2 separate regions of the Mus musculus genome follow, and region 2 is linked to region 1. A link is a contact called in public Hi-C data. All regions are on one chromosome and are shown on one strand. Each heading gives the region's core, a stretch centred on a gene start, on an enhancer-like site or on the middle of the called end of the contact. The rest is flanking DNA. Distances are from core to core; before and after follow the strand shown.

Region 1 (2,700 bases), core at 97-2,596:
AAGCCACGACAACCTGCACACTGTCACAGTGTCAACACTGCCTGCCTGACTGCTCTAAGAGCATCTCAAGAATAGTAACCAGATAGATGGTGAGCAGAAAGAGCCTTGGCCAGCCCAAGAAGCTTTCCCTCTTTCTGTTCCTTCTGCATGTATTGCTTCTAGATGCCTCGTGTTGATTTCTGTTTGGCTCAGCCCCACATGACCTGTGGATGCTACTTAACAATGAGGCAGGCAGGTTGACTCTAGTAACGATGACAAAACTAATATGAATTTAGAGCTCCCTCCAGATTACTGGTCTGAGTGCTTTGTATGTGTGGTATCTTGTAAACGTCACCTTAATGCTAAGATCAGCCCCATTTTCTACATAGGAAAACAGACACAGAGTCTAAGCTATTTGCTCACTCTTGGTGCTACAGTTTGGATCTTGACTCTATTGAGATGCAGCTGGACCTTTAGAAGTAGGGCCCTAGTGGGAGGATGTTGCGGGAAATATTAAAAAAAAAATGAACTTGCCAACTCTCAGTGGGACCAGGCCAAGCTCCTGCACTCCTGCTGCAGCCAACAACTCTCTAGAGCTAGCCCCGCACCAGGTGATCTCACTTGCTCCATCTCTCAGCCCTGCTAACTCTCCAGCTTTGAGAGGCCACAGGGCTCCCACCAGGCCATCCCTTGGACTGCCCCCCCCCCCAGTTCCTCTTGCTTCTATGCAACACCCCATGCACCACACAGTAGCCATCTCAACACCTAATTACTCTGTAGAAACATGACTCTTAAAGCTTAATTATCCAATTAGATTTATTTAACAATAAGATCACAATTGACAAGATGCCAATACAATAATTTCAGAGCCAACTGACAATGATAAAAGCTTTACCCCAATTATTCTAACCTTGTGAAAAATCTTAGCTTCTTATGGCTGTTAAAACCACACAGATCAGGATCTTCTTCCTGTCTGTCTGCCTCCATGTTGGCTTCTCTCTCTCCTTCTGAGACCTCGAACTCTCTGTCTCAACTCCTTGCTCTGCCTCCCTTCTCCTGTCTAATCACAAGCCTCCCACCTAATGTGATTGGACAGGAAAAATCCTGCAACAGGAGGAAGCTAGGTCCTTGCCAGAGTGTCTTTGACGTATAGAGGCCCTTTCTGTTTCCTTTGCTTGACCACCATGCGATAAACAGACCTGTTCTACCATTGTGAGCTGCCTCACCAGAGACCCAAAGCAACAGAAACAACACCACGAATTCAAATCCTGAGCCTTCCTTTCTCACTGATTCCCACGAGTACTTTGTCATGGTGATAGGAATCTGACACACACAGCTGCCCAGTTAGAAAGTGGCAGCATAGGATTTGAGCCAACTGCCTCCAAAGATCATTTAGTTAGGAACACTGCCTGTGTCAACAGAGTAGGGCTCCCATGACATCATTGAATCGAGGTACAACTAATCCAAAAGAGAAGAAAATACAAAATCCTCGTGCAGGTGAAATGTAAAACTTTTGTAGTCATGTTTCCTTCCTGAAAATGATCTGCTGAAGCAAATGCTAATTAGCTGTCCATTGCTCAGAAGCTCTGCCCAGGGAGAGGAGGCTAGAAAGCAATGATCAGACTTTGACAATGGGGACCACGCCCAACTTTCCCTAGCTAGGCCAGAAGGGAGAACCCACATTCTGATCTCATGTGAAGATCCTGGTAATTTGAAAGGGGAGGCCACTCAGGATTTAGGATGTGGTGGATGGTGAGAGAAGACTTCTGGCTAGATACACACCATCTTTTCTGCAGGCATCTCTCTTCACTGGCTCTGAGGAGTTGGGAAGACAGAGGTTTGGTTTGCCACTTCTAAAAGAGCCAGCACAATGTTCTCTAGCCCTGATTTTCCAACTATAGGAAGCCCACTCACCCAAGGAAAGATGGGTGGCAAGTATAAACTGGTTCTGGTTAAACTGATTTTATTTTTAAAAAGGGTCTGTGTCCCCCACTTTCCTCTCTGTTCTACACCCGAGGCCCAAATTCTCATGGGAAAAAAATGAAGGGTAGGGGTAATGGGTGTGCATGCATGCATCTATGTGCATACAAAAGAAAACACTTAACTCTTTCACACCAGAGCTTACAGAAGAAATATTCTTCCAGACCCCTCATATAAGGACTTGGCCAGGTGTCTCCCTTGGACAACCTATTTACTACCAAACTGGTGGGTGTGGGCTTTGTTTCTGGAACTGGTGTGGGGCAGGTAGGAGGTAATGATTCTTGAAATAGTGGGAAGAAGAAAGCAACAAAAGGAAGAAATCTTGAAGTTGGGTCTGAAGCCATCCTCAAGGTCCAGCTGAGAGGACCAATGGGCCAAGGGATAGAAGGATGGGAAAGGACCAATGGGCCAAGGGATAGAGGGATGGGAAAGGACCAATGGGCCAAGGGATAGAGGGATGGGAAAGGACCAATGGGCCAAGGGATAGAGGGATGGGAATATGGGTCTATAGGTCAGGGTGAAAAGCTGCCTCTTAAAGGGACTCTCCACCCTCAGAGTTGCTCAGACCCCACTGCGTTCCAGCTGTGCATGTGAGTGGCAGGGCTGGGTGTCCACCAGAGCCTTTGGCAACAAGGGAACTTGGTTTCCACACCCAGTGATTTCCACAAGGTGATCTGCTAGAGGACAGAAGTCTATCAAAAGCCCCAACAGCACAGGCTGGGACACGCAACCAGGAGGTGG
Region 2 (2,700 bases), core at 11-2,510, 480 kb before region 1:
TGGCTTGCTCAGCCACTTTCTCATATATCCCAGGACCAATTGCCGAGAGGTGGCACTGCCCACAGTGAACTGGGCCCTCCCACACCAATAATCAATTAAGGAAACCACCCACAGGCTTGCCTATCGGCCAATCTGATGAAGACATTTTCTCAGTTGAGGTTTTTCTTTCTCCCAGACAACTCTGACCTGTGTGAAGTTGACAAAAGACTGACCAGCACACCTCTTCCTACCCCAAAAACCACAGACAAACAAATTACAACACAGACTGTGCACGTGGCATGACCCAAGTCCTGCCATACTGTACTTGAGAGTCTTGAGAGGATAGGAATCTATTGAGCTGTTGTGATTTAGAAACAGAAAGAATGCTGGGCGGTGGTGGCGCATGCCTTTAATCCCAGAACTTGGGAGGCAGAAGCAGGCGGATTTCTGAGTTCGAGGCCAGCCTGGTCTACAAAGTGAGTTCCAGGACAGCCAGGGATACACAGAGAAACCCTGTCTCGAAAAACCAAAAAAAAAAAAAAAAAAAAAAAAAAAAGAAAGGAACAGGAAGAGTTCTTTCTCAAAGGGATATCATACTTTAAGATAGGATATTAATGAGTCACTGTTTAACCTAAAGATTACATTTCCATTCATGGAATTTGAGTCACTATGGCACTCTGCTGGAGACTATGCAGACCTGAGGGTTACTGCGACTTTCCTCTTCATGTGGATGACATTGTGTGGGCAGCCACTTAACCCAACAGCATAACAGCAGACCCTCTCTGAAAGGGTGACACAATCTTTGGAAGCCTTCTTATTGCTTGCAGTCGGTTCTGTTAGCTGCTTCCTGGGTAATTGCTTTCTTACCTTTGCTGATACACAAGGCCACTTGAGACACAAGGTTCATGGGGCTGGAGAGTTGGCGAAGCAGTTTAGAGTACATACAGTTGTTGCATAAGGCCTGAGTTTAGTTCCCAGCACCTATGTTGGGTGTCTTATAACCACCCATAAGAGGGAATCTGACACCCTCTTCTTGCCCCTGGAGCCAACTGTACTCATGTGCTCATACCATCCCCCCCCCCCCCCCACATTCTTTTTCAAAAAGATAAAAAATTTGTTTTTAAATAATGAACAAATTTAGGGCAAGGCTTTGACAAGCCAAAGAACCACAAAATGAGCGGAGTGTTGGACTATGATTCAGAACCTGTTCCTGGAGATGGCTGGACGCAGGCTATTAAACACTATTAAGCACGCTGGGTTTGTGCCTGGCATCTTGGAGTCAGGATGACTGCTCAGACAGCTTTAAGTGTCTGTTTCCAGTCATCACAGGGACAGGTCTGGCTTCTACAACATTTCTTTCTTTCTTTCTTTTTTTTTCATTGCCTGATCTTATTTTTTTCCTCAGTCGAGTCATTCCCCAAGGGTCCAATCTACTTCCACAGCAATGTCTTGTCCGCTTGGGTCCAGATGTTTAGCGAGGCATTCCTTTATGTGACTTTTGTCGAAACAGAGCTTATAAAAGACAGACACAAGGAAAGGAAAATGGGCGAATCCAGCTGAAAGTGTTATGAAAGTAAACACACCTTTTGTGGGTACGAATGGTAAAAGACAGAGGCTGTGTTTGATGGTCCCTGGGGCTTCACGCACACAATGCAGCAATGCAGCAATGCAGCAATGCAGCAATGCAGGCCTCTCAGTGGTAAGATAAGAGCTCAAGTCTTCAAGCAGAGTCCCCCAGTGAAGCATCTGCTCAGCAAAGTAACTCGCTGGACTCCTTTTGAACTAATCTCCCTGATAACCTCCCAGGGAGATTTTTTTTTTTTTTTTTTTTTGTGGAACATTATCTACCAGCTCAAGGCCAGCCTTTCATGTACATACTTTTGTGAAGTGATTGAAGGAAGGAGGACAGGTCTCTTGGTCCTCATTGTTTTCTCTTATCAGCCTGAAATTATACCATTAGCCATTGTATTAACTCTCTATTACCTTCAGTGACAAATAAGTCACCTATCCATCATTCATCTGCCCATAAATTCACCTACCCATCCATCCATCCATCCATCCATCCATCCATCCACCCATCCACCCATCCACCCACTCACCTATCCATCCATCCATCCATCCATCCATCCATCCATCCATCCATCCACCCATCCACCCATCCACCCATCCACCCACTCACCTATCCATCCATCCATCCATCCATCCATCCATCCATCCATCCATCCACCCATCCACCCATCCACCCACTCACCTATCCATCCATCCATCCATCGATCCATCCATCCATCCATCCATCCACCCACCCACCCATCCACCCATCCACCCACTCACCTATCCATCCATCCATCCATCCATACATTCACCCATTCATCATTCATCCACTCACCCACCCACCTATCCATCCATCCATCCATCCATCCATCCATCCATCCATCCATCCATCCACTCATCCATACATTCACCCATTCATCCACTCACCCACCCACCTATCCATCCATCCATCCATCCATCCATCCATCCACCCATCCACCCATCCACCCATCCATCTGTCAAATGTTTATCAAGTACTTTCCACTTCAAAGGTTAGGTAGAACAGAGTTAGTGCCCTTGGGCTGCTCAAAGTCTAGCTGGAGGTACAGGGAAGAGTTGCTACAGCCATGTGACCAGTGGTTCAGTAGAGGTAAGGGTATGGTTGAGTGCAGAGGAAGAGGGGTAAAAGCC

The links. Hi-C and Micro-C count contacts between places; a contact is called where the count stands out from the background.
Region 2: a contact with region 1 is called in a Hi-C map of the N1E-115 cell line, with 3 times the contacts expected there. The contact joins two enhancer-like sites. A contact is called at or near these places in 1 of 15 datasets of contacts at CTCF or cohesin (the NIH/3T3 cell line), 9 of 484 Hi-C or Micro-C datasets (the AML12 cell line, the C2C12 cell line, the N1E-115 cell line and 5 more) and 1 of 115 datasets of contacts at active chromatin or transcription factors (embryonic basal ganglia).

Annotation. Positions count from the first base shown.
Region 1 is chr6:118,640,772-118,643,471 of GRCm38.p6, reverse strand. All of the region lies in intron 29 of Cacna1c (calcium channel, voltage-dependent, L type, alpha 1C subunit), which reads left to right. Among named protein-coding and RNA genes, the nearest start is that of Gm38887, 46 kb to the right of the region's middle. Within about 2 kb of position 1,346, at least 6 of the 459 cell types and tissues checked have an H3K27ac peak or open chromatin away from gene starts, as enhancers often do. A contact at or near this core is called in the N1E-115 cell line, where this site is marked.
Region 2 is chr6:119,120,386-119,123,085 of GRCm38.p6, reverse strand. It overlaps a transcript of Cacna1c not described here. Among named protein-coding and RNA genes, the nearest start is that of Cacna1c, 13 kb to the right of the region's middle. Within about 2 kb of position 1,260, at least 4 of the 459 cell types and tissues checked have an H3K27ac peak or open chromatin away from gene starts, as enhancers often do. A contact at or near this core is called in the N1E-115 cell line, where this site is marked.